2 separate regions of the Zea mays genome follow, and region 2 is linked to region 1. The links are chromatin contacts, called in public Hi-C maps. All regions are on one chromosome and are shown on one strand. Each heading gives the region's core, a stretch centred on a gene start, on an enhancer-like site or on the middle of the called end of the contact. The rest is flanking DNA. Distances are from core to core; before and after follow the strand shown.

What was found. Hi-C and Micro-C count contacts between places; a contact is called where the count stands out from the background.
Region 2: a contact with region 1 is called in a Hi-C map of tassel, with 3 times the contacts expected there. The contact joins the promoter of LOC103635767 here to the promoter of LOC100274110 in region 1. A contact is called at or near these places in 3 of 25 Hi-C or Micro-C datasets (leaf, leaf mesophyll and tassel).

The regions. Positions count from the first base shown.
Region 1 is chr8:119,470,041-119,476,125 of Zm-B73-REFERENCE-NAM-5.0, forward strand. LOC100274110 reads right to left here and starts at 4,747. Exons shown (of 6, transcript NM_001365813.1): 1 at 4,637-4,747; 2 at 4,215-4,374; 3 at 3,861-4,008; 4 at 3,672-3,749; 5 at 3,035-3,116; 6 at 2,701-2,949. The coding sequence starts at 4,639. The coding sequence ends at 2,890. It overlaps LOC100284318, which reads right to left and starts at 683. Exons shown (of 9, transcript NM_001175443.2): 1 at 571-683; 2 at 396-481; 3 at 249-296; 4 at 59-147. The coding sequence starts at 629.
Region 2 is chr8:119,861,018-119,866,229 of Zm-B73-REFERENCE-NAM-5.0, forward strand. It overlaps LOC103635767 (SAC3 family protein A), which reads right to left and starts at 1,670. Exons shown (of 13, transcript XM_008658145.3): 1 at 940-1,670; 2 at 1-412. The coding sequence starts at 993.

The sequences.
Region 1 (6,085 bases), core at 3,497-5,996:
ATACGTGTGCACAAGAGGAATCCCTCTGATAGCTTTTAATCCAATCCAAGCATCACACCTCGGGAATTTGCCGGACAACAGCCAGGATGAAGTGGATCCTCCCTCCCCATTGCAAGAAAGCAAGAAGTGGCGCGGTCGGCACCAATCCTGAACCAAAACGGCACGGGTCTGAGTTTCTTCTCATTTCAGAGCATCGATCACGACACAGTGCAAGGAAAACATAGAAGGAGGTCCACAGTTCATCTCACCGATGGCAGCGTGGACCGTTTCAAGGATCGCACATGTCTGTAGGAAACCTTGGAAACAACAACAAAAGGAGAACATTTTAGAATTTCAAGTGAGACTGGAGCAGAGAACAGACAGGAAAGGAGGGGAGGCGCGAGGTGGGTGGGTACAGATGAGGTCGCCGGCGACCACGTACGCGGAGTGGACAGGGAAGGGAGGGACGAGGCAGGGCAGGAGGCGGAGGAGGGAGACGAACCTGAATTCAGGAGATAAAAAAAAGAAGCATTAGTAGTGGAAGCAACGGTCCGCCGGCCGGTGGTCTATGGTTGCTGGTGGCTACCGTACCATCCGAGCGATTGGAGGGAGTTGTAGCAGACGAGATAGAACTTCGCAAGGCGAACCATGGCTGCCGAGTGCCGAGGCCCAGCACCGGCTGCCTGTGTGGCTGTGGTTTCGACACCGGCGAGGCAGACGTGACTCTGGGCATGTTTGAATATGATTCCAAAATTCGGATTCTAAATAAACTATTTTTTAAGATTTCTTGTATTCTACTTTATGTGTTTTACAACCTACTAAAATTCTAAATGACTTAAATACAATTTCAGAATTTTAATATTTTTTATCCAGATCATTAGAATCCTGAACAGTATATCATACAGATATGTGCAGGATGGTGATTCAATATTATCCATGTCGATGTTATTACATGAGACTATCTCTCCCATATTTTATCCCCTGTCTATAAACAATATCAAACGATATCATATACATTTCTATATCTTCTATTTTACATACTCTATTAAAGATAATATGAGTGACACAAAACGAGTGTGTCAAACATACTCTAAAATTTAAATAAATGATGACCATAGCCTACGAAAAATGGGGAACACACAAACTCATTGATGGCGACGGTTTCTACCACATCTACATCTGATTCTCATAAAGCTCCGATTGTATAATAGGATATGTTTAAATCCTTTTCGGAAAAAGATATAAAATCCACTACAATATAAACAAAATAGAAGGTGACCATTTTCTCCGTGAATACAACTAACATGTTCTTCAAGCAACATGTGAGGAGCATTATTGTTTAACATTTATTATCAAGGCTTAAGATAGTCGAGGAGGCCACTCTGTGGAATGTGGATGGTGCTAGGTACGGTAACCAGCAACACATTGCGTCGGCCATATTTGTCGTGTAAATTATTGTTTTACATATATTACATTATTTGCGGAGTGGAGTTTAAAATATGGAGTGAGATAAATAGTCTGTTGGAGGTAGTTTTAGAGCAACTCCAATTGTTATATAAATTTTAGCTCTTAAATCACATACTATTTAAGAAGTTGCTAAATAACTTTGGGAGTAAAAAATGCGAGTTCTGCAATGGTTCTCAAAATATAGGTTGTAGTTGTGTTTTATATCTATCCACGTAAAAAATAGGTCACAAATGTCAACAATCACATTCATCACCTACATAAGACAATCAACATTTTTGTTTAGAGAGTTACTAAATGGTTACCAAATGCAGAGAAGAAACGGGTTTATATGAGAAGTTGCTAAATTTAGTAAGTTAATTTAGGAAAATGTTGGAGAGGAGTTTTTATGTTAACTATATAAATTATTGATTTAGAAAGTCTTTTAGATAACTTAGGGGTGTTGGAAGCAAAATATTTCAAAAACATGGTTTTTTAATGTTATGGTTTTAAAAATGTCGTGATGTAATGATAGTATTTTTTATCTAACTTCAAAACAAAACTTATTCAGAGATAAAGTATATTAAACTATGATATTTAGTATAAGAAGCTAGTCATATATAAAAAACTTTGGATCGAATTGAAGTTTGAAATACTCCAAATACCATAGTAACTACCAAACTATGGCATTCAAAACAGAATTTTTTACAAAATAAACAAACATCTCTTGTCAAAAAAAAATACTACGGTATTCTTTAATAATACGATTGTTTCATCTTAAAACTCTAAAAATATTTTGCTACGGCTAAAAAATAAAAATTGTATTAAGTGTCCAACATCTCCATTGATATCTAAAACTAATTTACCCTTAACATTTTTGGACATTTCTTTTAAACCGTATGCTGATCTTCATCAACTAGGACATAAAAGCTTTTGAACCATTTTTTTGTATTATTGTGACTTACTATATTATATATTGTTGCAAAACATATGTTAACCACAATAATCTTATATTATTGTGCGATGACGAGACGACATGTCAAGCTTCGTGGTTCTCTTTTTTTTTTCTTTTGCATCCGTTAATATAGAACATGGACATAAAATTAGAATTTTGGCGATTCCAATACTGTTTTGGTTTCAGCCCATCTTCAATAAAGTGCAGTCCTGATTCGTTATGGTAGGACATGCTAAATTATCTCCATAAGCTTGCTATTTTAACGTTTCCAAAGGGAAAAGGTTAAACAAAACAAGTAACGACAAATAACTGAACCAGTCAATATAAGAACAATCATGCTACAGAACTTTGAAGGCTTATAGATGACCATGAGAATTTTGGAAGCAATGTGCCACTCTACACATTCAAATGCTTCAGACATTTTTCTTTCTCCGTTGCTAACAAAAAGAATAGTGTCATCCAGACACAATAATAGATACTCCGTCGTCACCCCCAAAATATAAAGCACAACATCACATGAGAAGAGACTTCGCCAGATGCTCTCTTGCTTGCGTTAGGGCATTGACTAAAGTCTGCACGCAAATAACGATAGCTAGTAAGTTAAAAGAAACCAGTTTCTTCAGTTAAAATTTGAAATAGATACAGCCTGCAGCCTACCTGCTCAGCCGATGAAGCACCCTCCGATCCGTGACCAGACACCTTTTCAGCTATCTCTCTTCCTTCTGTTTCAAGTACAATCCTGTGTAATCATTCAGAAAATTATGTTTAATGCACCAAACAATTACATGCTGCTTACAATGTGCGATTCTATTCATCTCTATGCTTGATCCTATCACTTCCACATTTCAGAGTTTAGACATCAATGGGTTATCAAAGACACATTGAGGCGAGTGCATAGTTGTGGTACCTGCAGTCGTTCAAGATCTCAAACTCAAAATCAAATAGATACAATTCTTCATGTGGATAATCAGTTTTGTTCCATTTCAAAAAAAAAGGAATGGGCTGTTTATTTTGCTGATGTCTTTAGCAAACTAAGCCATTGTTTCACACATCAAATTGTGTAACCCCATTAAAAGGTTAGGCATGCTTGGGCTTGAGGTACAGAAGCAGAACACCAGACTAAACCTTTGAATCCGGTGAATACAACCATTACAAATAGAGGCCCTAATAGAGCTCTATTGCCATGGCCCAGATGAGTCAGGTGATTTCAGATCAAAGGATAATAAATGTACACAATAAAGAGAACAAGAAAAGAAGCCCTTAATATCATGTACGTAGTAAGAAAAGGCTTTACCCTCCATCAACAATTTCATCAAGACACAATAGGATCAGGTCCAAATTCTCGAGTGCTGTCCTTTTGTCAACCATGTTCCTGAAACCACCAAGGTTGGAAACACATTCATATACAATCAGCATTAACACAATAACATGTAACAGAACAAACAATGGTTGAAAAGATAAACTTCAATAGAGGGAAGATAACTTGAGAAGTCGTTCGACAGCATCAGAGAATCCCTGAAGAACTGATGCTAAAATAAGCTCATTCTCCTCTTCTCCTCCAGTAACAAAAAAGTGCAGGTCTTGGATGAACTTGTATACCACAATTTGACCATCAAACATTACAATCTCTGCTGTTAAAGAGAAACAAATAAACATATGAAATACTTGAAGAAAAGAAAAAACACGCAAACAGGCACATCAATACATCACACTCATGAGTTCATTATGAGATGATAATGTTAATCAAGTACTCCGGACTACCTCAAGGGAGCACAACAACGCTCACCATCAGTCGAAAACAATTCTTCCGTATTAAGAGAAATCAGATGTAAATTACCATCCGTTCCAGCATTCGCTTTCTGGGTTTTGGCGAAGACCGACTTCTCGAAGGCCAGCTTCGCGGAGAGAGTAGGCCAGCCATCGCTGTAGTACTTCACGGCGACGCGCTTCCCCTCGGAGTCCAGTAGGAGGATGTTCTTCACCGACGGGAAGGTCTCCTGCATCAAACAAACGCTCGACCCTTTAACAAACCGAGGCCACCACCATTCGCAGATCCCATAGCGCTTGCGGCAAAGAGAAAAAAAAAAAGGAGAGCCGAATCTGGGGGACACGGGCGAGAGGAGAACGACGTGGCCCGCCACAAAAGGCTGGATCCCGGAGCGATGGGTCGGGGCAGATCAAGAGACCGGCAGCGCCGCCCGTGCGCGGTAGAGTGCGAAGGAACGGAGGAGGACGAGGGCGGGAGATGAGACCACCTACCATCGCGGTAGGAGGAAGGATTCACGTCCGGGAGCGGAGGACGGTGGTCGGGACTCGGGACAGCCGGCAGTAGCGCTGCGCGAGATGGGGAAAACGGCGTGCGGACGTTTTGGGGAGGACCGGTCGACCGGAGGATGACGAAACGGAAGGGAAGCCTGCGGTGCCACGGTGGCAACTGGAAGCCCATTCTACGTTGGGCTTGCATTTCTCGCCCATAGTGTCTCTCCTGGTGTCTGCCATGCTAGGCCGACGTGCAGTTTCGGCCTTATTTCGACGGTTCCATGCCTCGATTTGATCAACCCTGCTTCGACCATTGGACCCATATATGTACCAATAAATAACTGAGGTACTTTGGTTTATTTGGATTTAAATTCCTGCTCTTCTAAATAAGCATAATTTTGTCTTATTGCTAATCTACCAGTTTCACCACCTTCGGCTCATTAGTTTGAAATGACAAAGTATTTTAGGTCATTATTAGGTGAATTTCATTCTCATTAAATAATGGACATCTCATATAAGCAAACATAATGACATGACATGCAATTTAATGAAGAGATATATGAGAGAGTTTTATGAAAGACGATAGAGTTTCATGGGAATGAAACTTTAGATATGATGTTTTCTAAACAAATGTTGATATGACATCCTTGTAATAGTGCGATAAAACTATCTATTAAGAATAACCTTTGGCCATGTTTGGAACTTCTAGAGGTATTAGTTAGCCTTAACCAGCTAACAAATTGTTAGCTATGTTGAATCAGGTAATGAATTAATTATTAGTCATACGTTAGCTAACAATTAGTTGGGAGTGTTAGAATCTCTGTATGTAATTTTACAGTTAACTATTAGCTCTAGATATAGGTGTACATTCGTGCCGTCCGGCCCGGCCCGGTCCAAGCCCGAAAAGGCCCGTATTGTTTGAATTTCGGGCCGGTCCGGCTCGTTTGAATTTCGGGCCGTGTCGGGCCGGCCCATGGGCTTATCCCTTGGCCCACGACCCGGCCCGTAATTGCTTAAACGTGTCGGGCTCATTTCGGGCGGCCCAAAATTCACATTAGGGCCCTAAATTCATTTTTTGGTCCGAAATTCAGTTTTTAGCCCGAAATTCACATCAGAGCCCGAAATTCAAAACAAATTTAATAAAACAATAAAAGATAAGACAAATAAATTTGACCAAAAGCAAACTAATATTTGTATTAAGTTACCAAAGCTATACAATGACTACCTCGTTTATAAATCATTTTGTTAGAAAGAAAAAAAGTATAATCAGCTCTATATAAAGTTCGTAAGTTCAATTCATTATCTAATGTTCATAACAAAAATAAAATTACATTACATACTCTAATTTAAAGGTACAAAAAAATCTAACTAACATTATCTCTAGCTTTATGTTCTTTATCAAGTACATGAAAGTATGAAATGAAGTATGATTTTAACAAATATATGAGC
Region 2 (5,212 bases), core at 420-2,919, 390 kb after region 1:
TGTAAGACCCTGAATTTTGAAATGAAGTAAGAGGCTGATAAGCTGCACCTGGATGTTGGTTTGCTCCTTGCTGGACAGAAGAATCATTTGCCGCTTGTGGGTAGCTATAATAATAATTGGCATATTCTACAGGGTTATAGCCATGTTGATCTGAACTAGAGTAAGGTACATGGGAATGAGCTGCGTCTGTTATCCCCATACTCGCCTGGGCAACATGAGGCGCACTGCTTCCTACATTTTGATTCCCTCCTGAAACCGATACATCCCTTTGTGGATCATAATAAACTGTATCTTGGCTAAGTTTGTCCACTGTATTGTTCCATGAAACTGACCCAGTTGCAGAGGACCATGAATGATGACTGGAAGATACAGGAGGATAAGGAGATGGATTTGTCTGTCCCATAGTGACGACCTGCCATTGCAAAATAAAGTGGTCACTCGTAGTATATATACTTTCTAGTTTAAATAGCAATTTCATATAGGTTTAACAGTAGTCAAATTATGAACAGCGAAAAAATCGATGATGTGGATAGACTTCCATAAGATTCCACACAACATGAACTTCAAACAAGTAACCGAAGCATAGTAAGGCCCTCATGACTGTCAAGTCAAATACTGACAGAATAACACATCCGAGAGGTAAAATTGGCACATATACAACTCCTAATTAATTATTTAATCAGTATAGTTCATAAAGATAAACATACCCCCCTCCACTCCTAAAAAATATGGCACAGTAAATTGCATGATCAACCAGGCAAAAGATTTTTCTCTGGCCAAATAATTAGCACATATCAAGCGCTTAGCAACTCCTGATTAGACCATATCCACATCAGAAGTCCACCCATCATAATCCGTGGAAATTAACTGGAACCTAAGCATAAACTAAACTTACAGTAACCAAAAAAACAAAAAACATGTTTCGAGTCACATCGGTACCTCAGCGTGCGGGGCGTCAGATCCAGCGGCCGCCCCGATGCCGTGGCTCGCCATCCTCCTGGAGCTCCAACCCTAAGCACCAGTCAACCACCACAGCCGCCGCCACACTCTCGCGATTCGACCCGCGTAGAGGAGGGGGAAATGATCAGATGCGTCAAAGGAACCAGAAGCAGAGGAGAAATTTGGGGGCGAGCAGCGAATCGCGTGCGTAAAGCCGTCCGTCGATTTTTTTTTTAATTGACTGGGAAAGTTTTTCCCTCCGCAGAAAGCGAGAAGAGGGGCGAAGGACAAGCAAAAGGAGTCCCTGCCCCTTTCGGGCGCGTTGCCGGTTGGGTTCGGGTGTCGTCAACGGCCTGCGGCGCCCGCGTCGGAGCGGAGTGTCACAGTTGCGGTGCGTGGAGGGAGTAGGAAGGCCGGAAGGGAGGGAAGTGGCCCGGGAATGCGTCGGAAGCTCGGCCGGGGATGGCTTAGTTCGTCGAGAGGGAGGGCGAGGCCGACGACGCGGCGGCGTAGAGTGTGAGCGTTAGGGGAAACGGGCTGAGGAGGTGCCGACCACCGAGGGCTGCGACTGGCGGCCGCCTTAGTTCTCAGGCGAGATGGGCGGAGACAGCCGGCGAATACGGTGGCGAACAAGGGTAGGAACATATCAGATGTACATGGTCGTGATTTCGTAGGACCGTTTTAATTAGAACATATCTCCAACTAGAAGTCCTGTATTTAAGTCATCAAAATTAAAATAGTGCCTCATTTAAAATGTTTAATGCCATAAAAAGTTTACATCTCTAATAATTGAGCCCTATATCATATTATTAAGAATTAGATCACGTTATTTAAAAAATAAATTGTTAGAAATAGTGTACGGAATAAGGATAGGGCTCCAGTATATGAAGTACTATATTTATGACCTGAGAGACCGAGTTCTACAATCGTTCGATGAATTTTTGTAAAATAGGGTCTCTGTTGGAGCATGTTTTTGTTGTTAAAGTCCTATTGTTGACGCCTTTTTCGGACGCCAAACATTAACAAGAACCGGCGGCGGTGCCCTCTGCACAGGGGCAGACGGTCCGCGGCCAGGAACCGTACGGTCCGCGACCTGGCGTAGGGCTAGGGTTCCCTGCCTGACGGGTCGGACGGTCTGCGCTCTGGGGCCGGATGGTCCGCGCGTGCGCAGGAGCGGTGAAGGTCACCGGCGGCACCTGGATCTCGCTGCCGGGAGGGACCCCGTCGGGGAGGAGAGATCATAGGGGTTGTCTAGGCTCGGCAGGCCGACCTAGACTCCTCTAATCGACGTAGAGTCGAAGAGAAGCAGAGAATTTGGGGATTGGGATACTAAACTAGAACTAAATTAGAGCTAAACTAGAACTACTCCTAATGCATAAGGTAAAAACGAGAAATAGACTTAATTTGATTGATTGTTGGGTGGTTCAATCGGTCGTAGCCCTTCATCTATATAAAGGGGAGGTCTGGATCCGCTTCAAACTGTTTCCCGAGTTAATCCCGCGGTTTTAGGTAACAAATCTTGCGAGAAACTAGGAACTCTAACTGACTCTGCGCACGCGCGGACCGTCCGCGCCACCACCGCGGACTGTCCGGACCGCGGATCGTCCGACCTCAGGGTCGGACCGTCCGCTAGGCTTTTTTGGTGTCCAACATATGCCCCCTGCCTTTTGGTGAAAGTTGACGAACCAAAAGCATATGAACTAAACCTGATGTAAGTCACCAGCTTTTCAATATGGAAATCATTCAATAAAGCACCAATGTATAAAGGCTGTTTTGGATTGTATCTTTTTTGGCCATGACCATTTGATCAATGGATCAAAATGAATAGAATGGAGGTGCCCCCCAGCCTGGATAGACAAAGAGACTATAAATGTACCATGGATTCATCGTTGTTCCATTCCACATTTGAGTAGGATAATATACCGACGATGAATAAACGGGTGAAAAGTACTCTGGTCTCATAGGATGAACAGGCGATGCTTGCCGCGTCGCCTTTTGGGTCGTTTTTCGGCCGTTTCGTTTTAGCAGGTGACCGGGGTTTTTCCGTTGACCGATCACGTGGAACAGTCTTTTTGCTAGCATTTTTGGAGAGCAACTGATCAAAAGTAGAGTCGGCTTTGATCAGCCGACTATATGTGTTTTGCCCTTGCGTCTCTTTCCTTGCTTCGTGTAGAGGCTGACGCCTTCGGTCATAGGTGGATTGTCCGGCTGGGTTAGCCGGACCGTTTGTCTGAGCACCGGATCGTCCGCACGTAGGTGCGAGACCATCTGCGATGCTCGGGCCAGGCTGATGTGTTTGGTTCATTAATTGTGCCTGCCCCCCGGCGCCTTCGGACTTTTTAGCCTCCTCGACCGAAGCCTTTCGAGCAATTGACATGCGAGGATCGCCAATGACAATGCCCTTGCCTTTGCCTTTATCGGCCATTTTGGGCCGAACCAAGACCTTTTTGCATGTGAGTTCTATTTTATTAACAGGAAAAGGTTGTGTGTCTACTTGCATCTCCTGAAAAGCCAATCGGCCCTCATTTATGGCTGATTGTATCTATCGACGAAAAACATTACAATCATTGGTGGCATGAGAAAAAAATTATGTCACTTACAATAAGCACGCCTTTTTAATTCATCAGGAGGAGGAATAGTATGAGTTAATTTAATGTTGTCATTTTTTAGTAATTCGTCAAATATTTTATCGCATTCGGCAACATTAAAAGTAAACTTAACTTCTTCTTGTCGATTCTTTTGAATCGACTGTAAAGCAGAACATGCTGAAGGTTTAGCCTGTCCTGGCCAAACCAGTTCGCTGGTGTATACATCCGTGGATTCATCGTCCGAATTATCGTATCCCACTAGATACATCTTATGGCTAGCCGATTTTGATGTTTCCTTACTTTGGCTTTCACATGTCATAGCCCGCTGGTGCAAGTGTACTAGCGAAAAGAATTGGGTGTCATCTAATTTTTCTTTTAAGTAGGGTCGCAACCCATTGAAAGCTAGCCCTGTTAGTTGTCTTTCTGCGACATGGATCTGAAAGCATCGGTTTCTAGTGTCCCGGAACCTCCGGATATAGTCATTAACCGATTCTTCAGGCCCCTGTCGGACTGAAGCTAAGTCAGCCAATTCTAATTCATGTTCTCCTGAGAAGAAGTGTTCATGAAATTTCCGCTCTAATTCTTCCCAAGAGTTAATAGAGTTTGGTGGCAAAGTTGCGTACCATACGAATGCAGTATCAGTAAGGGACAACGAGAATAAACGAACGCGGTAGGCTTCCCCATCAGCCAATTCTCCCAAGTGTGCTATGAATTGGCTACCAGAAAATTTAGAGAAAGAAAATTTAGAGAAGTCTGGTATTCTAGTTCCCTGTGGATATGGCACGGTGTCGAATCGGTGGCTATAAGGCTTCCGATACGATTGCCCTGTACCTGACACACTAACACCGAGTTTGTCTTTGAACATCCCGGCTACCTCATCTCTGATCCTCTCTGCCATGTCTAGCGACCATCCATTGAGTTTGTGGGTGGAAATCTCAGGTTGCCTGACATCACTCTGTCGGCTTTCTTCCCAGGGGTGTTTGAGGTGTGTGTTAGGTGTCCTATTAATGTCACCAGCTCCTGCCCTATACCTCTCAGGCTCTCTTGTGGTCGAACAGTATTCAGCCCTATGTCCATGAGGTGGTATGGCATGATTATAATGTGTTGTTGGTGGGGCACCATAATGTTGCTGCGATGAATGTGGGAACTGTGTGTATTGCGCAGCTCTCGGCTCTACGTACGCATATCCAGACGGTCCGACGTAAGAGGCCGGATGGTCTGCGACCGGGCCAAACGGTCTGAAGGTATATCCGGATTGTCCAGTCGTATATGGTGCTACCTGGGCAGTCTCGTACCCAGACCGTCTGTCGTAAAGAACTGGACGGTTCGCGATCGGGCCGAATGGTCCAAGGCTGTACCCGAACGGATCGGTCATATATGGCGCGACTTGGACGATATGCGCGTGGACTCGTGTAGAGTTGGATGGTCCGGCATAATACGCCAGCCGGTTCATGCCATGTCTCGACGGTCCGACGTAAGATAGCGGACGGTCCGCAACATATCCAGACGGTCCAGCGTGATGCACCGAACGGTCCGTGATGGGGCCGAATTGTTCGAGGTTGTACCCTAATGGTCAGGCCATGCACGGTGCGACCTGAGCGTTTTGTGTGGGCCTGTGTTAGGTCGGACGGTCCGGCGAAATACGTCGGACGGTCCGCGGTATGACCGGACTGTCTGAGATGATG